4 separate regions of the Mus musculus genome follow, and regions 2, 3 and 4 are each linked to region 1. The links are chromatin contacts, called in public ChIA-PET, HiChIP or PLAC-seq and promoter capture Hi-C maps. All regions are on one chromosome and are shown on one strand. Each heading gives the region's core, a stretch centred on a gene start, on an enhancer-like site or on the middle of the called end of the contact. The rest is flanking DNA. Distances are from core to core; before and after follow the strand shown. Region 1 holds the start of Arl2bp (ADP-ribosylation factor-like 2 binding protein). Region 2 has its middle 20 kb from the start of 9330175E14Rik. Region 3 holds the start of 9330175E14Rik (RIKEN cDNA 9330175E14 gene). Region 4 has its middle 14 kb from the start of Nlrc5.

The links. ChIA-PET counts read pairs in DNA pulled down with a chosen protein or histone mark. HiChIP or PLAC-seq counts read pairs in DNA pulled down with a chosen protein or histone mark. Capture Hi-C pulls out chosen DNA fragments and counts their contacts.
Region 2: an RNA polymerase II ChIA-PET map of memory CD8 T cells shows a contact between it and region 1, with 87 read pairs. The contact joins the enhancer-like site here to the promoter of Arl2bp in region 1. A contact is called at or near these places in 13 of 39 promoter capture datasets (the 3T3-L1 cell line, 3T3-L1-derived adipocytes, the C10 cell line and 7 more), 1 of 484 Hi-C or Micro-C datasets (regulatory T cells), 6 of 115 datasets of contacts at active chromatin or transcription factors (the NIH/3T3 cell line, bone marrow-derived macrophages, embryonic stem cells and 2 more) and 3 of 9 other capture datasets (embryonic stem cells, liver and pancreatic islet).
Region 3: a promoter capture Hi-C map of liver shows a contact between it and region 1. The contact joins the promoter of 9330175E14Rik here to the promoter of Arl2bp in region 1. A contact is called at or near these places in 13 of 39 promoter capture datasets (the 3T3-L1 cell line, 3T3-L1-derived adipocytes, the C10 cell line and 7 more), 1 of 484 Hi-C or Micro-C datasets (regulatory T cells), 7 of 115 datasets of contacts at active chromatin or transcription factors (the SCID.adh cell line, bone marrow-derived macrophages, effector CD8 T cells and 4 more) and 4 of 9 other capture datasets (adipose tissue, embryonic stem cells, liver and 1 more).
Region 4: a BATF HiChIP or PLAC-seq map of CD8 T cells shows a contact between it and region 1, with 9 read pairs. The contact joins the enhancer-like site here to the promoter of Arl2bp in region 1. A contact is called at or near these places in 1 of 39 promoter capture datasets (macrophages), 3 of 115 datasets of contacts at active chromatin or transcription factors (CD8 T cells, effector CD8 T cells and memory CD8 T cells) and 2 of 9 other capture datasets (adipose tissue and pancreatic islet).

What each region holds. Positions count from the first base shown.
Region 1 is chr8:94,664,410-94,670,117 of GRCm38.p6, reverse strand. Arl2bp (ADP-ribosylation factor-like 2 binding protein) reads right to left here and starts at 3,518. Exons shown (of 6, transcript NM_024191.2): 1 at 3,217-3,518; 2 at 2,460-2,521. The coding sequence starts at 3,254.
Region 2 is chr8:94,412,039-94,417,746 of GRCm38.p6, reverse strand. No RefSeq gene overlaps it. Among named protein-coding and RNA genes, the nearest start is that of 9330175E14Rik, 20 kb to the left of the region's middle. Within about 2 kb of position 2,311, at least 35 of the 459 cell types and tissues checked have an H3K27ac peak or open chromatin away from gene starts, as enhancers often do. A contact at or near this core is called in memory CD8 T cells, pro-B cells and regulatory T cells, where this site is marked.
Region 3 is chr8:94,432,342-94,438,049 of GRCm38.p6, reverse strand. It overlaps 9330175E14Rik (RIKEN cDNA 9330175E14 gene), which reads left to right and starts at 2,947. Exons shown (of 3, transcript NR_015514.2): 1 at 2,947-3,214; 2 at 3,574-3,823; 3 at 3,904-4,923. It also overlaps a transcript of Nlrc5 not described here.
Region 4 is chr8:94,455,679-94,461,386 of GRCm38.p6, reverse strand. It overlaps a transcript of Nlrc5 not described here. Among named protein-coding and RNA genes, the nearest start is that of Nlrc5, 14 kb to the left of the region's middle. Within about 2 kb of position 2,741, at least 56 of the 459 cell types and tissues checked have an H3K27ac peak or open chromatin away from gene starts, as enhancers often do. A contact at or near this core is called in CD8 T cells, adipose tissue, effector CD8 T cells and 1 more, where this site is marked.

The sequences.
Region 1 (5,708 bases), core at 2,269-4,768:
TTGGACTTGTAGCCATCCTTCCGACTCTGAGTGCTGGGGTTACAGCTACCCACCACAGCAGGCAGTGCTGGTGCACAGCTTTAACCCAGCACTCAGGAGGCAGAGGCAGGGGGACCTGAGTATGAAGCTGGTCTGGTCTACAGAGCAAAAACCAGGTAGACAGGGCTACATAGAGAAAACTTGTTTCAAACAAAACAAAAAAAAGGGCAAACCACACACACACACACACACACACACACACACACAGAGAGAGAGAGAGAGAGAGAGAGAGAGAGAGAGAGAGAGAGAGAGAGAACACACGCGAGCGCTCGATCGAAGGCCAGGGAGAGCCATACCGATACACTAATTGCCCATGAAGAGCTATCTGGTATTTCTCCTTAACATGCTTTTTAAATTACATTTTCATTTACTCATTTTTTTCTTTTGTTTTTCGAGACAGGGTTTCTCTGTGTAGCCCTGGATGTCCTGGAACTCACTCTGTAGACCACGCTGGCCTCGAACTCAGAAATCCACCTGCCTCTGCCACGCCCCACCTGCAATCCTAGTTCTTGGAGCCTGAGGCAAGAAGACAGGAAGATCAAGGCTTGCCTGGATGTTAGACCCTAAAAACAAAACTCTTAACACCAAACCAACCAATAAAACAATGCATCAAGAATATAAAGCGGCCGGGCAGTGGTGGCGCACGCCTTTAATCCCAGTATTTGGGAGGCAGAGGCAGGCGGATTCCTGAGTTCAAGACCAGCCTGCTCTACAGAGTTCCAGGACAGCCAGGGCTACGCAGAGAAACCCTGTCTCAAAAAACAATATCAAGGGGGCTAGAAAGATGACTCAGTGGTTAAGAGCACTGATTGCTCTTCCAGAGGTCCTAAATTCAGTTCCCAGCAACCACATGGTGGCTCACAACCATCTTTAATGGGATCCAATGCCCTCTTCTGGTCTGTCTAAAGACAGTGACAGTGTACTCATATACATGAAATAAGTAAATAAATCTTAAAAAAACCCAAAACAAAACAATATCAAAAACAACCCAAAAACTAAAAAACAACATTGTGCTGGCTGGTTTTGTGTGTCAACTTGACACAAGCTGGAGTTATCACAGAGAAAGGAGCCTCCCTCGGGGAAATGCCTCCATGAGATCCAGCTGTAAGGCATTTTCTCAATTAGTGATCAAGGGGGAGGGCCCAGCCCATTGTGGGTGGTGCCATCCCTGGCTGGTAGTCCTGGGTTCTATAAGAAAGCAAACTGAGCAAGCCAGGGGAAGCAAGCCGATAAGTAGCACCCTCCATGGCCTCTGCATCAGCTCTTGCCTCCAAGTTCCTGCCCTGTGTGAGTTCCTGTCCTGACTTCCTTTGGTGATGAACAGCAATGTGGAAATGAAGGTGAATAAACCCTTTCCTCCCCAACTTGCTTCTTAGTCATGATGCTTTTGTGCAGGAATACAAACCCTAAGGCAAACAACAAAAGAAAATGAAGAGATCCAATGAGATCTGACACCCAGTTTCCTGCATGGACAAGTGCTGTAGAGGGTTAGGGTTTATGTTCTGTTCTATAGCATGAAAATGTTAAAGCTCAAAACGATATAACAACCAAAAATTTTCTTATTGCCTGTGTGAAATAAAATTGGTCAATATCACCTGAAGCCTGGCCAAGAGCTCTGTCCTATCTGCCAGTTAACTGGTTTCCTAAATTGGTCTCCTCTGAAACCTTCAATCAATGGCCATTAATTAAAAGGCATGAGAGCTTAGAGGGCAGAGCCAGGACCTGAACTCTCCTATCTTCTTGCCTCTACCCACCTGTGCTGAGACTATAGAGGTGTGCCACATACTAGGTTTTGGGTTCTTTCTTCTTTAAATTATAATTTTACTTATTTTGTTTTCAAGTAGGCGCATGCCTGCTACAGCCTGTGTATGGAAGTCTGAAGACAACTTTAGGGAGCCAGTACCACCTTGTGGACCCTGGGGATTAAACTAAGGTTGTCAGGCTTGTGGGCGAGTGCCACTACCCACACTAAGCCATCTTGCTGACCCACAGATTGTTTATAAAGACAACAAAACTCAGTATGGCTTGCTTACTATTACATTGTGCGGTGTGTTAAAATTTCAGTGTTTTGTGTTTTGAAAATCAACTCTTCACATTTATTTCTCTGCATGCCCTTATAAGCAGAGGTTTGGGGTGTTGAGATGGCTTGGGGGCTGAAGGCACTGCTGTGTAAGACGGGTGACCCGAGATCAACCCTCAGAACTCACATGAAGGTGGAAGGAGAGAACCAACTCCACAAAGTTGTCCTCTGAGCTCCACATAGCCATAGTCTCCTGGCAACAACCCCACCCACGATCCATCACATATGTAAATGAATACATTAAAAAATTGTTGTAAAGCAAGGGTCTACTTGATTTAAATCAAGGAATTGACCATAGGAACTAGAGGGGCACAAGTCACTTAGTAGTGTCGAAACTTACCCATAATAATGTCCTCTAAACATCCAACCACAGCATCAAATTCTGCATCAGAGGCGGAGGAGCTGAAAAAACACATCAGGATTAGGTGCCGGTCCAAATAATTATTTTTCGAGCTGAACTTGTGTTTTCTGTGGGTAAGGGCATTGAACCCAAGGCCTTGCACACACCAGGCAATCACAACAAAGCCCACTAGCATTTTTTAAAATGTAAGATTCCCAACGTGCATAAAAATAATAGCAAGATGATCCTCCCATCACTCAGTTTCACCAATCAAGGATTATTGTCTAGTACAGAAATTACAAACACAGGAAAACACTCGTGACGAAAACCGGTATGACAATCACAAAAGCAGCCAACAATTTGGGTAGCTGAGGCTGGTGCGGCACAACTTCATACTTCCGCGTTTATTACCCGCAGGATTTACTCACCGCATCCTGGCTCTTAACGCCACACCTATCTGCTGGTGAATGTGACCGCACGCGGGAGTGGCACCGGCCTAGGGGGTAACTGGTCAGGAGTGGCTTTAGACAGGCGGTGAGGCCGCCGCCAGCCTGGGCAGCTCAAGGCCTCTGGGTTTTTGCTGACGGCCACGATTGAGGCCAGAGGATTGTGATGGAAGCGCTGGTTATCTGTGACATATGCCCGTGGTGGCCACGGGAAGAAAACGCCCCGCTAGAGCGGAGCCTCGACCGGCCAGCCCGCAACCCAGAGGACGTCCGCAGGCCGAGGTCGAGCAGACCCTGGCCGCTTCACTTACAAGGACAGCGCGAAGCTCTCTTCTTCTAGGGCGTCCATCGTAGGGGCGCCGCAGTCACCGGCCCGGGCCCGGGGCCCTGCCGCTTCCTACCGCGCCCGCCGCCGGGCCGGGATCCTCTCTGACCCGCGCGGCCTCAACTGCATCAAGGGCCCGCAGAAGGCCGCACCCACGCCCCGCCCGGCGATCGCGCGAGGACGGGGCTGCGGCTCCTGGCTGGGCCCAGCGCCCGCCGGCCTCTCGCGGGGCTACCCCGCCGGTGTGTTAGGGCAGACGGAGCTCGCAGCCCCGCCTCCTGTCACTATGGTTACCCGCGGTTCCAGCAGCCAATCACAGCCTCAGGTTCCCGGTCTCACGCAGAAGACTGCAAAAAATGGTGGCAGTAGACTTTTTTTTTTTTTTTCTGGATGAAAGAATTGGAGCCAAGAGCCTCGGTTTCTTCATTTTCAATTTAGGAATTGTAAAGATCAGGTAGTTGAAACCGTGTTTTAAGAGCGCTAGAAATAGCCAAATTGCTCGAAAGCCACTCTCATAGTTTGTCCTAGATAATGCAGACGTCTGATTTACTAGAGAGTTACTTCTTGGAAGTATGGAAGGGTCCACGGCATTAAGTGGATGACTTGTAACTTAATTTGTGATCTTCAAATCAAAAGCAGTGCGTTGTGGCATGCGTCTGTAGTCCCAGCACTTGGAAGGTGGAGGTTTAAGGCATTCAAGACCTGCTCAGCTACATAGTGAGTTTGCTGCCAGCTTACTCGCACCAAACCCGTAAACAATTATTAGGCAGTAAGTGGTTCCTTGGGTAATTATGCAGCACAAAAATGTTGACAACCACTGAGAGAGATGTAATCAGAAATTGAATAACTGCTTTGGAGAAAGTCCCCTCTAAAACTGCCACACCATGAAGAAAGGTTTCCTGGGATCGCCCCCCCCCCCCGCCCCCTTTTTAAGCATGCCTCTTTGGTGGTCTGATACCTTTTAGCCAAATGTGTAGTACATAACTAGAAAATTTATGGTATGAATTAGGGTTACGTGGCCAATCTGAATCATTTTGGAATGGACATAAAATGTGTATCCATGGATCTATCTTAACAGCATCAGGAACCAAGATGATTTCAAAGACACTGGAAGATCAGAGTATCCTGGTCAAGCTGAAGACAGGCGTGCTGGTAGGTTTTTTGTCAGCTTGACCTGAGTGACCTGGAAAGAAGTTGATTTTGTGTGTGTCTGTCTTTTTTCATCAAGACAGGGTTTCTCTGTGTTGCCCTGGCTGTCCTGGAACTCACTCTGTAGATCAAGCTGGCCTTGAACTCGAGACTCACCTGCCTCTGCCTTCCAAGCACTTGGATTAAAGGCCATGTGCCATCACCTCCTGGTTTTGAATGTGGATTATTTTAATGACTGAGGGAAGGCCCAGTCCTCTGTGGGTGGTGCCATATCTGGGCAGGTGTAGGATCTATGTAAGGAAGCTCAGCATGCTATGGAGAACAAACCAGTTAACAGCATTTCTTTATCTACTTCAGTTCCTGCCTTCAGGTTCCTATCTCAACTTCCCTCAGTTATGGACTGTTGCATGGAAGTGGAAACAAAATAAACCCTTTCTTCTCACAAATTGGTTTTGATTAGTGTTTTGTCACAGCTCTGATAAGCAAACTAGGACAAGCATCTAAAAATTCTGTTCCATTGAGCACTGGTAAGACAGCTCAGAGCAGACAACTAAGATCCTATTAGATCCTTTTTCTATATCCTATTTACTTTTGAATACATACATGAACTGCCTGCTGATTCCAAATCATGGATCCACGGAGAAAAGGAATGAAAAATTTGTCTCCACTAGTTACCTATTGCTCTTTACAACTCCTCTCTCAAGAAACCTAGTGAACTAAAACATTTCATTTACTTATTAATCTGCATTTTGGGAAGGTCTTGGCAAGGATATCTTTTTTCCATTTGGTTGCACTGGAGCTTGAGATGACTTTCACAGAGCTCAGGTGGGTGGCAATTTAGTGGTGGCTCACAGCTGGGAGTTGGTGAGGATTGTGGTGGTGGTGGGGTAGTGGCTTGGGGAAGGGTGTCAGTCCCTCTCCATACAGGCTTTCTGGAGGTGTTTGGGTTTTCTCACACAACAGCAATTGGACTCGAGCAAGTATTCCTGTCAGGCATGATGAAGTACACCTTTAATCCCAGCACTTGGGAGGCAGAGGCAGGTAGGTATGTTTGAGGTCAGTCTGGTCTACAAAGGGAGCTCTAGACCAGCCAGGACTATGAGAGACCCCGTCAAAACAAACAAACAAAAATAATAAAAAATAGCACCCCCTCCCCAATATTCCGACAGATAGGGAGCAGAACCTTCAGGTAAGATACTCTACATATAAAATAAAATCTGGGGAAAAAAAAGAGGCTGAAGAAATGGCTCATAGGTTGACAACTTCATGTTTTTCTTGAGTTCAGTCCCCAGCAACACCCTTATCAGGCAGCTCTAGCTCTAATTCAAT
Region 2 (5,708 bases), core at 1,062-3,561, 250 kb after region 1:
CACCTTCAGCAAAGACCCTGTTGGGTCAGTTCTAGCAGGCTCTTCCCCAACTCCCTGCCCTTACCCTTGGGTATCAATTCCCACTTGGCCAAGCCTTATTTGGAGTTAAGCCTAGTAGCTGTCTACTACCCAGTTCCTTAAAGACACTGCAGTGGACCCTGTCCTTACAGACATTCCCCCTACCCCCCCCCCACGCTCTTGCATCCCCCCATTCCTCCCCCCCTCCGTCCCCCCCTCCACTAACAAGCATCACTGATTTTTTTCCTATAAAGTACTGGGAATTTCTCAGGTTCTTAAAAACACAATAAAGTTATGAAAGCAGAACAAGACAAAAGCCTGGGAACTTTTCAAAAGTCTGAAGGTCACATGCTCCATGGTCTGGAGATCAGTGGGAAAAAAAAAGAATGACGTTCCGATGAAGTCTGGAGTCACTAAGAGCTCAGCAGTGGTGATCTACAACCAACACAGCTTGTTTATGGAAAGATTAATACTGTACATTGGGTATGGAACATTTTGTCATGTCTTTGTAACTTTTATTCAAATCTAAAGTTATTAGAAAAAATTAATGAGTTGGGGCTAGCAAGATGGATCAGTGTGTATGTGAATTTCTCACCAAGCCTGACCACTGGACTTCAGTCCCTGGGACGCCCAGGGTAGAAAAAGAATTAGCTCTAAAAGTTGTTCTCTGACGTCCAGATATAGGCCATGGTGGACTGATGTGTGTGTGTGTGTCTGTGCACCCATACACGCTAACTGATTAAACTTTCCTTACATTCTTATTTACTTCATGTGTGTCCCCCACCTGCATGCTATGTGCATGTGTACAGATCAGAGGACGACTTACAGAAACTGACTTTCTCCTTCCACCATGCGGGTCACAGGAATTGAACTGAGTTATCTCTTTGGCCTGATAAAAATATTTTAAAGAAATTGCAGATACCTTTAAGCCCAGCACTTGGGAGGTAGAGGCAGATGGTTCTCTGTGAATACAAGGTCAACTTGGTCTACAGTGCAAGTTTCAGGATAGCCAGTGCTGCACAGAGAAACCCTATCTCTAAAAAACCCAATCACCATCACCACCACCACCATCACCACCACCATCACCATCATCATCATCACCACCACCACCACCATCATCATCATCGATAAAATGTAAAAATAAGGAGTTGGTTTGTTGTTGTTTTTAAGAAATGGGATTCCCCCAAAGGAATCCCATTCTAGACTTCATAGAGAGGTGTGGGTGTGGCCCCAGGTCTTGGTTTGTTTGTTTGTTTTTTCGAGACAGGGTTTCTATGGATAGCCCTGGCTGTCCTGGAACTCACTTTGTAGACCAGGCTGGCCTCGAACTCAGAAATACGCCTTCCTCTGCCTCCTGAGTGCTGGGAGGGACAGGTTTTCATTACTTTTGCCTTTAGGATTTTGTGGGGGTGTGTGGGAGGGTGCGGGTATTGTTTTGATTTGGGGGAATTTTTTTTTCAGTCAGGACTCCACTGTGTAGCTCAGGGTTACTTTTCTCTTAGCTCACAATCCTCCTGCTTGGCCTCCTAACACTGAGATTACAGGCATAGCCATCATGCCTCCTATCTTTAGAGTTTAGCGTATTAAAAACTATTAAGGAGACCTTGAAGAACACTGGAGACCAGACTGACCCTCGGTTTCTTGTTTACAACTATACTAGCTTCCAAGCTCCTGTTTCTAAGTGGATGAAACCCAGCCACTCAGAGGGAGTTTGGTACCTAGGATGGTCTTGCTTCATGTGGCTACTGACACAGGCGATGTCAGTGTGTGCTTGATCCTAAGTGCCACCCCAGACCTTACATGGGATTCTCATGACAAGCCCAGCACATATTCACTCTATGCTTCTTTCCTAAAACCTACAATGTGGGGGAACTGGAGATCTATGGTAGATGTGGACAGAGGCAGATGGTCTTAGACAGTGTAAGGGACCTGTCTCAGTGTTCCACTTAGAGGGACATTAGCAAGGCTGAGGCATCCTGTGGGCCTTCTCCTGGCTCACATCCCACGAGTTTGATGATCAGGAGCCACGGATAGGAAACAGTGAACCCCAGCAGAGGGAATGAAAAGAACAGGTAGACCCCGACAGCCGCTGGTACCCCAAAGCCTTGCACCCATCTCACCTCTTCAAAGGTGATTTTGCCCATCCGTCTGTGGGAAGAGAAATTCCATCAGTCCAGGAGAACTGACCACAACACCCTTGTTCTGGCAGGAGATTGTAGGCCTCCTCAGGCAGTAGACAGTGACCCAGCCTGGGCTGGTAAGGAAGTCACTGAACAGATGCTGAGAGACAGGAGTCATGTGACCGGGACAGCAGCCATCAGAGGGGATCAGGCTGACTGCAGTCCTGTGTGAGCAAGAAGCAGTTTGGAGTAGCTCAGGCTCTGGGCTGTAACCCTACACTAACTTAACAGTGACACAGCAAGAAGTTAGGACTTGGGCTGAAGAGATGGCTCAGCAGTTAAGAGTACAGGCTGCTCTTCCAGAGGACCCTGGCTTGATTGCTAGCATCCACATGGTGGTTCACAGTAGTCTGCAATTCCCGTGTCAAGGGATCTGAACTCCATGGGCACCAGGCATACATACGTTGCACATACAAACATGCAAGCAAAAACATTTATATGCATAAAATAAATAGACACCAAAAAAGTAAAAAGAAGTTAAGAGCCTTGACCCCTCAAGACTTCAGTTTTGTCATCTGTATGGGGGACAGCAAAAACAGTTGCTTTTCTGCTCACCTCCAGGGGTATGGAAGGGACACATTCACTTAGCTTTGTGGGCATCACTTTCCCGGCCTGTGAAATGGGGGTGACAACAGTGAGAATAAATGAGATCTCCCACATGCAGAGTCAAGAACTGGTCCTGCTCTATGGTGACCCAGCAGAGGTGTAATGAATAGAGGGATTTTTTTTTCTTTTTTTTTAGCCGTGCATGATGTTGCACAGCCTTTACATCCTTTAATCTCTGGAGGTAGAGGTAGGCAGATCTCTGCATTCAAGGCTATTCTGGTCTACAGATCGAGTTCCAGGACAGCCAGGGCTACAGAAACAAATGCATGCACATGTACATGCATGCACACATGCACAGGCACATGGGAGAGGGAGGAGGGGGAGGGGAGGGAGAGGGACAGAGAAGCAGAGAGAGACAGTACACAGGCACATGAGAGAGGGGGGGAGGGGGAGAAGGAGGGGAAGGGGAGGGAGGGAAGGGAGGGAGAGATAGAGACAGTGCACAGGCACATGAGAGAGACAGAGACAGACAGATTTTGGTTTTTTTTTTTTATTAATTAATTATTTATTTATTTGGTTTTTTGGAGACAGGGTTTCTCTGTATAGTTCTGGCTGTCCTGTCACTTTGTAGACCAGGCTGGCCTCGAACTCAGAAATCCGCCTGCCTCTATCTCCTAAGTGTTGTATTAAAGGCGTGCACCACCACACCCAGCTCAGAGACAGATTTTGACAGCCAGCTGTTGCTTCTAATGATATTTGTGGGGACATTACTAACTTCAACTATGACCAGAAGCTGGATTCAGCAGAAAGCCCAGCACACATGGTGTCTGGCAGCAAAACTCAACATCTATTAGGGAATCCCCAAACAAAAACGCACAATTGTAACCAAAGACTATGTGAAAGGAGAGAGAGACCAGGCTAGAGCACCAGAGTCTTAGGCGGGGAATCTGACACAGACTGGGAGTTGGGGGAGACCTACCCTGTAGATGGAAAAGAATCAGATGGGGAAGAGGCTGGGGGAAGACTTTGGGTGGAGAGAACAGAGTGAGCCACCCTGTGAGCGGGGCCACAGAAGGAATGTAGGTGGCAGGTCAGCTGCAGGACTGGATCAGTAGCCTCTCAACTGCACCGCTCAGCCAATGAGTGCTTTAGAAATGAAGAAATACACAGTGTTAGGTTCTGGAGAGCAGCTGAGAGGTGAAACTGTATGCAGCAAGCCTCTGTGACCCTGGAGAGGATGTGGCACCGAGGTGCAAAAGAGTTTTGATGTTCTCAGAAACCAGTGAGATATACAGCTGAAAGTAAGACATTTTCTGTTCGTGGAAAGAAGACCGAAAACTACCCTCGCTAAAGGAAACCACAAGGAGGTTTGGGGTGGTGTGTGTGTGTGTGTTTGGGGGTGTGTATAGATGAAAGACCCAAGTATGATGGTGTACACTTACAATCCCAGCTGAAGCGAGATCACAGCTTGGTGAGCAGCCTGGGCTATGGATAGAATCTGCGCTAACAGAAGTCATAGGGTGAAGCCCCAATCTCCGAACAGCAGCAGCAACAACAGCAGCAACACAAACGTTAAAATGAGCAAGGAGCAATCTCTGAACCCCAGGATTGAAGGATATATTTATAACTGAGTTTGACATAGGTCAGAGTTTCCCCGGCTGAATGTTTAACATAAAAAACACACCCAGCCACTGAACGTCTTACTGTCCCTGCCACAAATAAACGCAAAACCCTCTTCTTAGAAAATTTAGCTCATCTAGGGAGCAGAGTCTATGCACAGAAGATCCAAATTCCACTAAAGAAGACCTTAGAAGAATGATGGGCACACAGGGAGGCCACCACCGGCGGTGGCGAGCCGGAAACAACCAGTCAAGAGGGTAAGCAGCCAATGACTTGAGAATGACCCAAGGAAAGGTTCAAGATAAGATTTAAAAGCAACTAAATAATGAGGTGATAACACCAAAGGGGCAGAGATGAGAGATTTGAAGATGAGTTAAATAACGTTAGAAGTAAAAATCACCGATATTAGAATAAAACACTCTGGCTAAGCATGGAACTCAGTGGGCATGCATAAGGATCTGGGTTCGATCCTTAGCACTGCAAGTTAAAGAGATAAGTAAGAAAAATAGTGCCTAAAGAATGACTCCATGCCCAAGACACAGCTATAAAGTAAGGTGCTTTGTCACCTCTTTATTACCAACGAGGAAACTAAGTTTCAGAGGTTTGGTGTCTTGCCCAAGGTCAACTCCTACAACTGCATCTCTAAGAGGAAATGACTCCAAGGTCAGCAAAAGCCACATAGGAGAGTGGCTGTCTCAATGTTATACAGTAAACCATGAAGACAGAAACTCACCAGTGCTTCTCTGGACAGTCAGCAATGATATTAGAGATGACGTTGGTTTCCTCGAAGACCTGGAATAGAGAACTCAAGCCGTTTATCAGGCCTGCGAGGAGGCTAGAGCAGGGGCAGGTGGTACCTCTGGGTAGCTGTGTCTGGATGGCTCCCCTGGGAATGGGTACAGGAAAGGAAGAGTCCAGAGAGAAGGAAGCCTGGTCCGGGACCTGACCCTTGTAAGCCAGGACACCTGGCCTTGAAGTAAGTCCAGGACACGCCCAGAGAAGAAATTCTCAGCATAAAGGAGATGTATTTCCCTGGAGGGGCAAGTGGGAGTGGGGGCTGTAAAGGCAGGCAGAAAGCAGCAGCAGTAATAGGAGCAAGCAAGCAAGCAAGCAAGCAAGCATATTTTTGCACGAGTGGGTTTTTTAAGAAGAAAAGGGAGAACGTCTGTACTAGGATGAGTTAGTAAATTCTGATTGGACGTGTTAGATAAATAATGACTTTTGATTGTTAGACTTTAGTGTTTTGTCTCAGGAATGAGGTGGTGGTCAAATAAGGGGCCAGACCTTGGAGGCTAGCTTTAGGAATGTAAACATTTTAGCAAGGGAGAGGAATAGGGGAGGAAA
Region 3 (5,708 bases), core at 1,698-4,197, 230 kb after region 1:
TTTTTACATCTAATATATACTGTATGTATGTATATATACATATAATATATATATGGTCAAAGTACAGAATATACTTGCATAAGTAGGTTTTTCTACACACAGAGAATATACAACCATAAAGAGGGCTGAAGACATGGTTCAGTGGAAAAGCGCTCACTAGGTATGCCCAAGGCCCTGTGTTTGATCTCCAGCACCAAAATAATAAATATAGAGAGAAAAATAAAAGATTATTTATTGCATTAAATAAAAAAAAACCTGTCCACACTCTATGCAGTACACTCTCATCATGAGAGAGAGAATACACATGTGTGTGCATGTATATGGTCATGGAAGCACATATGTACGTCTGTATATTTGTATGTGTATGATCTAAAGTCTATTTAGCTGAGGCTGATTGTGTAGGGGAAAACACTGGATACTCTTGTCTGTAAAGTCTGAGAGAGACACTGGAATAAGATACAGAAACCCAATCACACTGCTTGTTCTTGCTTGTCTTCACAGATAGCATCTGAGTGACTGGATTTTTTACTCTATAGATGTATTTGTTACTTAATTAAGTAATTGATTAAAAAAAATGCTGGAGACAGGGTCTCAGTACCTAGGTTCTGAGACCAACTATGTTCCAACTCTCATCGCCTCAACCACCTATATATACTGGGTATATGGCACCACACCTGAGCTTTGGTTTTATTTTAGCATCATACATATTATTTAGTTTAACAAGTGACTTTTTAAAAAACATATCTGAGTTCATTAAAATATGGTAACAAACACATGGAAAAACCTAGTGCTAGAGGGTCTCTGCATATCAGCTTCTTGTAATTACCCTTCAACAAGAGTCATGGGTGAGTCAGTCAGAGGGTGGCCAGTGCCTCTCTGAGTTAGAGTTAGGAGGAGCACCATATGAGGTCATCAGGAAGATCGAGCAATCTGGAGCAATGGGTGTGTCTATGCTATGATTTGAGGCAGTGACAGAGAAAGGGAAGAATCCGAAGTCACAGGTGACCAGAATCACAAAGCCTGCTACCCACATCTCCGAGATCCACAGAATGGAAGACTCAAGGCTCTCCTAAAGAAAAGAATGGGGGTCATGCTGCCTCTACCCACTTTCAGGGACCCAGAAACAGGAGTTTGTTTGTTTTGTTTTTGGGTTGTTTTTTTTTTTTTTTTTTTTTTTGGTTTTTTCGAGACAGAGTTTCTCTGTGTAGCCCTGGTTGTCCTGGAACTCACTCTGTTGATCAGGCTGGCCTCGAACTCCCAAATCCACCTGCCTCTGCCTCCCAAGTGCTAGCATTAAAGGCTATCAACTACACTCACAGAAACATATTTGGTGAAGAGAGACGATGCTTTGCATCCTGAGAACACCTACAAAGAGGTTTTTGCTTGTCTTCTGTAGTAAGGATAGAACCCAGAATCTTCTGAAGCTAGGCAGATCTCTTGCCCTCTCAGCCGTGCCTTCCCCCAACACTTAAGTGTTTGCATCTCTTTTGCCACAATTCTCTGCTGGTGGTAGAGGAGAGATGCTGGGATGATGTATCAGATGTGGTTAAAAAAACAAAAGTTCCATCAAGCGCTGGCAGAAATGGCTTTTTATTTTTTTATTCTCTGCAGTCTGCATCCTCTGAGGATGCTAGTAAAGGGGCCTTCCTCTTTCCGATTGGGACACTTTGGTTGCTGGGATTTTTGTCTTTCAGCTTGTAGTTGCAGTCTCTGCCTCCCCAAGATGGCCGCCTTCCTGAGGTATCTATGTGGATATGCTGATCGCCTCTATTAGTGGGCAGAAGTCTTACTGGGCCCACCCTACAACCTCATCTTAAGTGTCTGCAGTCACCCTGTGTCCAAATAAGGTCACGTTCAGAGGCAGTGGGGATGTCTTCTTTACCCAACACACAGCACAAAATATGGGAGAAGAGAATCTACAGAGTTTTGTTGAACTCTTTCTAGAGGGAAGAGAGAAAGAGAGAGAGAGAGAGAGAGAGAGAGAGAGAGAGAGAGAGAGAGAGAGAGAGAGAGAGCACATAGACATTGACCAGGTACTGCTATCCTCGGGCTGGTCCGGGAACAGGTCTAGGCAGACTTTCCCAACCAAGTGCTTACTAGGCCTAAGCATACTTAGCTTCTGAGATCAGGCCAACCTGTGCTTTCTGGGCAGACCGGACTAAGCAGACTAAGGCACTAAGGCGTTCCCTTAGCTTCGGCATTTGTCCCATCAGGACCCCAGGCTCCTCACACTTGTGGCCGAGGCATTGTTTCTATTTCGTCTCACTCGATTCAGGAGATAAATTTTGAACATAATGTCTGTACTATAGATGGGGAACCAACCTTCCAAGATCTGAAATCGTAACTCATGGTCATGATGCACAGTATTGAGAGCACCCAGAGGTCCTATTCCAAGACAGATGGGCGCTGGTCCTGGAGGCAGGGCAGGCAAGGCATAATTGCTGGTGCTGGTCTGTGGACAGTACACCATGAGGGGCCTTATGAACTTCCAGTCACTCCCGCCCACTCTGTTCTCTGGTGGGAGCTCAGGCCTGGTGCCTTATTTTTGTGGCGCCGGGGACTCAAACCAGGGTCTGCCCTGTCTCTGAGCTACATCCCAGAGGGAACCTGGCAGGTTTCCGGGTTTCCTTTCTTTGCAAGAAAGCGATTCAGGAAGAGAAAGCTGCAGGTATGGCTCAGCTACACCCACCTTTGGTCATTTTCTAGCCTTTTCCCCCAATCATGAAGGTCAATTTTCAAAATACCTTTTCTGTATGAAGCCCCTCCCGCCCTTTTCAGAAGAATCCTGACAATATATACCAATAGTACTGAAGACCCAGAATTCTCCAGGAACCTCCCAGAGCTCCCAGCTCAGCTTTTCTGAGTGGAAAAAAAATGGTTTAAACCCCACGTGGCATTGTGGTAGGCCAGGGACAAAAGGCTGCCCAGGCTTACCCTTGTGACTGGAAAGTTTCAATGATCATTAGAAATACAGGTGATGGACATTCAAGAAACATCGTTCTCTTTTAAAACACAATATTCTGTTTTGTTTTTGTTTTTGTTTTTAAAGATCCCTGTCTTTTTGTACATTCCTTAATATCTAGTATTTGTTCCAACACAATGTTGGTAGCCAGAAGCCACCGACCTGAGGTTGGCAACTCTTAGAGAACGCAGCTTTCCTCTATAGAACAGCAAGTTGCTACGGTTCAGCCAAATTCTATCTGTCTAATAAAAGGTGGGGTTTTGTTTGTTTGTTTGTTTGTTTTGTTGTTTTGGCTGAAAATTCAGAATTATATGTAGCAAACAGGGCGGCTTCTGGATTATTATTAAAGCAAAGGCATTGAAAAGAAAAAAAAAAAAACAAGAAGAAAGTATGGTTGGGGGTGGGGGATGACAAGTGTGGCAGGCACCAGGAGAGGGGGCGCACAGACATACAAAGTTTTTTCCCAAACTGAGCCACTCCCTCCAATTTCTGTGGTCCCCAAATTACAGTGTCCGACTGCATTTTGCTAAGCCACCAGTACCCCAACCCACCCGGGCCCCTCAGTCCGTTTGTCTATCCACCTAGCCCCTGACACCCCCTCCTCTCTCTAGGCACAGATCTCCCTCCGCGCCCCGGCTTGGGCAGGTAACTCACCAGTTCAGCTCCCTCTCCACCGCGCTCTGTGGAAACTGAAAGTGGCCACTGAGCGGGCGCTGTTCGCTAGTTCATAGACTCTACTGCCGCTGCCGAGAAATCACGTGGATTCAAAGTGCCAGCCCCAGGGCGCGCGAGTAGCGTGCCCGGAACCCGCCGCGGCTTGGAGATCGCAGCGGGACATGCCTCTCTGACTACTGAGACTGGGTAAGGTGGGCATCTGCCAGGAAGTGGGTGGGGCCAGAGCGCAGCAGGACCCGCACAACCCTTCTTTCTACACTTCCCAGAGACGATGTAGGATGAAGGCAGGAGGAGCCACTGAGCAAAACTTCGTGGAGTTGGGTCCAGGGTCCAGTGGCGACAGCGGCTCATCACCTGAGACCTGACCTGGACAAGCGCGGCCTCCAGGTGTGTCTCTGCTGGTCCCTGGGTGCAAGGGTTGCCTAGGCTACAGAAGAAAGCTTGGTGCAGGGATAAGGGATGGAAAGAGGTGGGCGGTAAGAAAAGGACTACAGGGCCAGCGTCAGCCCTGGAAAGTTCCTGTCTCTGTTCCAAGTTCTACAACCTGCCCTGCCTCTTGTCTTTGTCCCAGAACAGGAGGCCAGGCTCCTCCTGAGGATGGTTTCTGTGACATCCCACAGTGAAGCAACTTTCCCAGAATGCTCTGGGGGAGGAATGGGGAGACAGTGCATTAGCACTGTAGGGCAGGGTCATCAGCACACCCATGACCCCCAAACCTCAGGCTCAAGTCCTCCTCTTAAGTGCTGGCTACATCACCTTAGGCCAGTGGTTCTCAGCCTTCCTAATGCTGGGACCCTTTAATACTGCAGCCTCACGCTGTGCTGACCCCCAACCATAACATTATTCTCGTTGCTACTTCATAGCTGTAATTTTGCTACTGTTACGAATCATAATGAAATCATTTGACTTGGCAGAGGTTGGGTCCCCCAGATTGAGAAACACTGCCCTAGACAAAAGTCTTGACTCTGAGTTTCAGTTCTGTCATCTGTCCTGAGGACCAGAGAAGGAGCACCTTCCAATTCCTTCAGAAGAAGTTAGAGCAGATGTGCTGTGTGCCCAAAACTCTTAAGAAATCCTTCTACGTTAGTCCCCTTCTTTGGATCTCAAATTCCTGTGACCTTCTAACCTCCTCCCTCCCGGGACCGAGCCGGAAATCTAGAAAGTTCTTGACAGGCAAGAGTGTGTGTGGGGGGGAGTCATTATTATTTTGACTGATTACTTATGTGTGACTCTTAGCTTTCCCAACCTTACCTGGCTCGCCTCTTACAAATAGATGCCTTGTTTTTAGCCAGCCTCCGTTTCCTATTGTCACATGGTGGAGTCCCAGCCTGTGGTACATGGTGGGCTGTCATCTGTTAGTGTGAGAAGAGTTACAGCCCAACAGTAAGGCTCACCCCATATTCTCCCAACCATTATGTGTTGCTGGACCTACATCCTTCCCTGCTGACAGAGGGCTTTCAGTGGACACAGACAAGTAGCCACCACCCAGAAAGACAAGCACGGGCCATATTTAGATGTACTTAAACCCACACAGCCCCATGAAGGATCCAGGCAGAGGTTAACATCTCATTAGATGTCTCATCCAGAGATGTCAAGGTCACACAATAATGGCAATGAGAAACACCGGATCGGAAACCCAGTTCCATGCCTGTTGTGGAAACAGGCCTGCCAATAAGGGTTCTGAGAGAACCATTTCCCCAGAGTTACCCTGTGTTCGGTCTGTGTTATGAAGGTATCCTATGAGCTCAGATGCTGCCATCTTCATGAGACTAGGACATTAGACCCTCTCCTGAGTTTCTGGCCACTCCTCCCAGTCACTTGTGTGCAATTCTGCCCTAATTGCATGAGGCCTCTAGACAGGGCAAGAGTATATAGGCTGGGGAGAACTAGAGGGGAAGGCTCCACCTATACAGCTCTGGGGAAGCCATCAAGCCATCGTCCATGCTGGGTGGAGACTTTCCAGTGTAGCTGCTTTGGGGTCACTGTGCTCTGTAAGTAAGAAAGTACAATAAACTCACTGGTTCCCCGGGGAGAACTGTGGTGAAACGGACTTTTGGGTTGTAATTAGGAG
Region 4 (5,708 bases), core at 1,492-3,991, 210 kb after region 1:
GTTTGTTGGGTCTGGATACTGAAGGTCAAGAATGATAATACTGGTTGCCATGAAGGCTGAAGGTCCTGATGTCTGGGACTCAGGGGCTATAACACTAGTAAATTTTCAGATGTCTCACACTTTGAGAGCTGACACCCAGCTGTTGCAGAGGGCTGAGGGCTACACAAGCTGCTTAGCACCCAGTAACCAAGCCCAAAGCCAAAGGCTCTACTCCGATACATAGAACTCTAAGATTCTGGCTTCTAATGCTGTAGTTCTCAGGGCTTGGACCTGAGTGTCTTTGGCACTCCAGGGGCTAGGACTAGAAGAATTCTATAATAAGAATTTTATAATCTTGTTTTCTTTTGTTTTGAAACTGAGAAATGTCATAAAATGTTATGGGAATATGTTCTTGTTTAGTATGTAATCATTTCATGTGATATGGGGCTGTTCCACAGTAGCTGACTGTGATTTGCCTCATGATCTAGCAGGGGAGTGGTTTTGCCAGCTGTAGACAGTTTCTGTGAATGTGTGACATTTGGAATTTTGGAGACTTCAGAGGATATATAAATGCTAGGGCCTTGAGAGGCAAGGTTACTGTTGGTTGTGGTTTGTTAAGTAGTCCTGTGCAAAAAAAAAAAAAAAAAAAAAAAAAAGAAAGAAAAAGAAAAAGAGAAAGAGAAAGAAAGAAAGGAAGGAAGGAAGGAAGGAAGAAAAGGAAAGGAAAGGAAAGGAAAGGAAAGGAAAGGAAAGGAAAGGAGAAGAAAGGAAAGAAAAGAAGAGGAAGAGGAGGGGGAATGGGGAGGGGGAGAAGGAGAAGAAGGAGAAGACGACAAAGAATACTAAATAATTAAATCCTGATGGTGAAGATCAAACTTGCCCCAAGGAACTTGATGCCCCTAATCTACAGGAAGTAGTCTAATGATAACGCTGCCCCCTTTCCCCTCTATCCTTTCTACTCTCCTATCTAGGGTTAGGGAGTGTACTGGCTAGTTTTGTGTCAACTTGACACAGCTGGAGTTATCACTGAAAAAGGAGCTTCAGTTGAGGAATTGCCTCCATGAGATCCAACTGTAAGGCATTTCTCAATTAGTGATCAAAGAGGAAAGGCCCCTTGTGGGTGGGGCCATCCCTGGGCTGGTAGTCTTGGGTTCTATAAGAGAGCAGGCTGAGCAAGCCAGGGGAGACAAGCCAGTAAAGAACATCCCTCCATGGCCTCTGCATCAGCTCCTGCTCCCTGACCTGCTTGAGTTCCAGTTCCGACTTCTTTCAGTGATGAACAGCAATGTGGAAATGTAAGCCGAATAAACCCTTTCCTCCCCAACTGCTTCTTGGTCATGATGTTTGTGCAGGAATAGAAACCCTGACTAAGACAGGGAGTTAAAAGGGAAGAAGTAAAGAGGTGGAAAAGGGTGGAAGAGAGAAAGGAACCCACAAAATAGTAGACAGAATCCCTTGTCTACTCTTAGTTTCCATCTACAGCAGCAAAAGGGTACAGCTGACCAATGACTCAGGGAAGTGGGGTTGGGAGTCTTGGCCACAGTTAGAGAGAGAAGGAAGAGATGGGAGGGGAAAGGAAAAGAGGGAAGGGGAGGAAAATCCATTTACCTGGCTTCTTGGATCATGATAGATGGTGTCCCCATATAGAGGGTCTTCTGAGTGTCTGGACTTTGCCCTCTGACCCTCAGTTTATAGGCTGTTTCTATGGCTCAGGTCCTAAAGAGAGAGAAAACAAGGTGCTCTCCCCCTCTTCCAAACTCAAGAGGAATGATGCTGTGTCCAGGACCCCAGTCCCTGCCTCAGAGGACACTTGACCCTCAAAGGTCCTTCACCTTCACAAACCAATCGAGTTCTTCCCAACCAAGTTCTGTATGTTCCTGGAGTTGGCACAGCCCAGTCATCCTGCTGCCATCTTGCCAAACAAGGAACACAGGATGACTTCCCCTACCTCCTTTAACTAAAAGCCTGGGCATCATAAGTCCATAGTTGGACTCAGCTTACTCATTTGCACAAAAGTGGAAAAGTCCTCACCACAAATGCCAGCCTCTGTCCTTGCCCACAAAGTCCCCAGGAGCTCAACATTTGGAGCCGTCTTTCTTAATAGTTTAAAGTTTTTAAATAAGCAAACAAGTGCTGGGCACGCATGTGTGCAATCCTAGCACTTGCAAGGTGAAAGCAGAAGAACCAGGAGTTCAAGAATATCTTCAGTTTCAGAGTGAGTTCAAGGTCAGCCTGGCCTATGTAAGACCCTGTCTAAAGGAAGAAGAGCAGCAGGGTGAAGCCGCAGAGGTAGTCTACCTTACTGTGATACAAAGTTAATGTTCTCTACAGTGAATTTGGTACAACAGCACCAGGAGATTCAGAGATGCAACAGAGTTGTGAGGTAGATCTTCAAGGTGACACAAATGTATCTACAAGAAGATACAGGAAGTAATGTCTCTTTCTACCCTGATGAAAACATAGCAAGCAGCTCTGAACCTCCAGTGGATGTACTGGAATCCAGATCTGGGGCCTCCCAGCCTCTGAGGCTGTGAGCTATAATTGACACCTAGACTGTGTTATTCTGTTACAGCAGTTTGAAGTGACTAAGACACAGCTGCCTGTGACCACAGAAAGCAGAAAGAAAAAAAATCTCTAAGTTGGTATGCAGGCAGAAGGCAATGCCACTTAAAGTCGACCAGAACACCCTAGAGATGTGAGGATGGGGACAGTCATTTGGAGAAATAAGCAAACAGGATGTGTGGCAATAGGGTGCCAATATTACAGCACAAGGCATTTTCAGTTAGAATCGAATAATTAAGGGTGCAGGCTGCAGCTTGGTGTGCAGTGTGTATGCATGTATTTAGCAAGCACAAGACCCTGGGGTCAATCCTCAGGAACGCACAAGACAGAAAAACCGAAGGCAATTCTATCAAAAGGCCATTTGGGGGATAGGCAGGCAAGCATGTGGAGAAAGTCTCCAAATATAGTAAAGCGATTTCTAGAGGGATCAACACTGTATGGAACTTGGGTTAAAATAGAAAAAAAATACAAAATGACCAAAGGAATGGAATAGAGCCAAATGAGCTTCACATTCACATAAAACTCACTCATCAATGGCATTTCCCAACACATCCAGTTAAAGAACTATTATTAAAATTGTGTGTGTGTGTGTGTGTGTGTGTGTGTGTGTGTGTGTGTACACGTACATCCACATGCCTGTGGGTCAGAGAGGGCATCAGATCCTCTGGAGCTTGAGTTCTAGGCAGTAGTGACCTTCCCAACATGAGTTCTGGAAACTTAACTCAAATCCTCTACAAGAGCAGGAAGTGTTTTTAAACACGGGGACATTGCTTCCCCGAAATAATTATTTTTAACTAAGTGTTTTTGTAAATGTGTTGCATAGGACTGGGGAGATGACTCAGCAGGCAAAGGCGCTTGTCAGACACCTCAGTTTGATTCCCAGAGCCCATGGAAAGCCGAAAGGAGAGAACCGACTCTACAAAGTTGTCCTCTGATCTCCACATGCCCACCATGGTGCCCACATGCTTATGTCAAACACATGTAGACGCACATGCACACATTCGTTCTCTCTCTTGTTCATGTGCTCACTTGCTTTCTCTCTCTCTCTAATAAACAAACAAACAGTTTTAAGATTGCTTGGAACTTAAAATCCTGGGATCATAGCATTTCATACCCATATAGACTGGCTGTAAGGAAAACAATGGACTCTGTTGATTGGGATTTGAAAGAACTGGAAGCCTCACATATGGCTGGCAAGAATGATACTACTTTGGAAACCAGTTTGGAAGTTCATCATAAATCCAGCTCTGCCATTCCTAGGTCTAGACCCAAGAGCTATGAAAACACTGCCCACACACAAGTGGTCCCTGGATGTTTAGACCGGATTGTTCATTTTCATTCTGAGATGCTCCACACTTCAATAAAGTTACTGGAAACATTTTATATAAACAAAGGTGTTACAATAAAACATTTCTTACCATCCACTAATTTTTCTATTTGTGTGTGTGTGTGTGTGTGTGTGTGTGTGTGTGTGTGTGCGGGGGGGGGGGGGGAGACAAAGATAAAATGAAAGCAACACACTGGAAAAGGGTTGTATGTGATTTGCTGATCTTCCTGGTAGAGCGATGATTCTAATAAAACATGGAAAGACACGCCGAGCATGGTGGCGCACGCCTTTAATCCCAGCACTTGGGAGGCAGAGGCAGGCAGATTTCTGAGTTCCAGGATAGCCAGGGCTACACAGAGAAACCCTGTCTCAAAAAGAAAAAATATGGCAAATGGCACACAATGACGGGATTGAGGGGGGGAAACAGATACGTGTGTGCTTTATATTTATGGGTAGGAGATTATTAAGAGTACTCCAGGGAAGAGCTCAGGAAGGTATCAGTGTATGTAAATTACCACGCTCCCCCAGTCACATGGTCACAGAGCCCTGGGGTTATTGATACTCCCTAAATGGCTGAGAAATAAACTTTCCTATCCTCCATTGATGGGTGAGTCTTGTGGTTCCTTTTTTAGGAGGATGTCATTAAAGCCCTGTAGCTCCTCCCAGGTCCCCAGCTTCATCTGCATGTACTTGGTTCACATCTGACCACCTACCCATCAGCTGGAGGCCAAGGGCTTAATTTGTCTCCTTAGCCAAGGGATGCTGAGAGTTGCTGTGTAAACATCCTACTCCCTCTTCATTAGGCAGGTGTCCATTACCTATAGTACTCACTCAATGACACACCTCTGGGATGCCTGGCCTCCCCTGTCTTCATTTTCTGTCCCCATAGTACGTGTCCCTATAGGAGCACCTCCTAAATGAATGAGCTATGTTTGTCTCCAGGTTAGCTTATGAAGGAGCCCAAACCACAACAGGAATCCACCAAATGTGGATAAGCCAAACACCCTTCCACTTAGGATCTGCTTTGTAGCACTAACCACTGTGAGATGCAGTAGCGTACGTGGCATAAAAAAATAAAATGCCATTAGTGACTTACAGTTATTTAGAGGTAAGGGCATATAGGCTGTCCTGTAAAATGTTTGACCTATCCTTGGCACATAGTAACAGGACTCTCAGGGACAGAGACAGGAAATGCTCAGGAGCTGGCCTTCAAGGTGAATGTTTACAATGTGTGTCATTCAGCTGGGAGCAGGGGAAAAGGCTAGTTTGTTTGGGCAAATTCAAGGGATTGGAATTTGGGTTGTCAGAATTCCAGTATAGAACACGAATGGTGATTGATCTCTTGCTACTGCTGCTGAGGAGACCAAGGTGGGGAGGGGGGTGCGGGGGGGCAGTGCCCATCAACAGGAGATGAATTATGATGCACACATATGACGCAGCTACCAGAAAAACAATGACTACATGAATCATGATATGGAAAGTATTCCAAGCATACTACTAAAGGAATATAACATTTAAAAAGCTTTAACCTCATAGACTTCAGTACTAATGCTCTACTAAGCCAACATAATTTCTGACTGCATTCTAAATACGCATCCTTAGACCCCCACAGATGAATGAGGCTTTCATCAGTAATCAAAGAGACAACGTATCTTTGTAGCAGATAGACACCATTACACAACTGTTCAAAATGTATAGAAAAACTGACTGTATGGTACCCAGATCTAATTGATCCATCTACAACACAACCCCCACACCTAGAGCTCTGAGAACATTGTGGAAGAAGAGTGTGGGGGTTTGAGTGAGAATGCTTCCCACCTTGCAGGTTTGTAAGTGATTG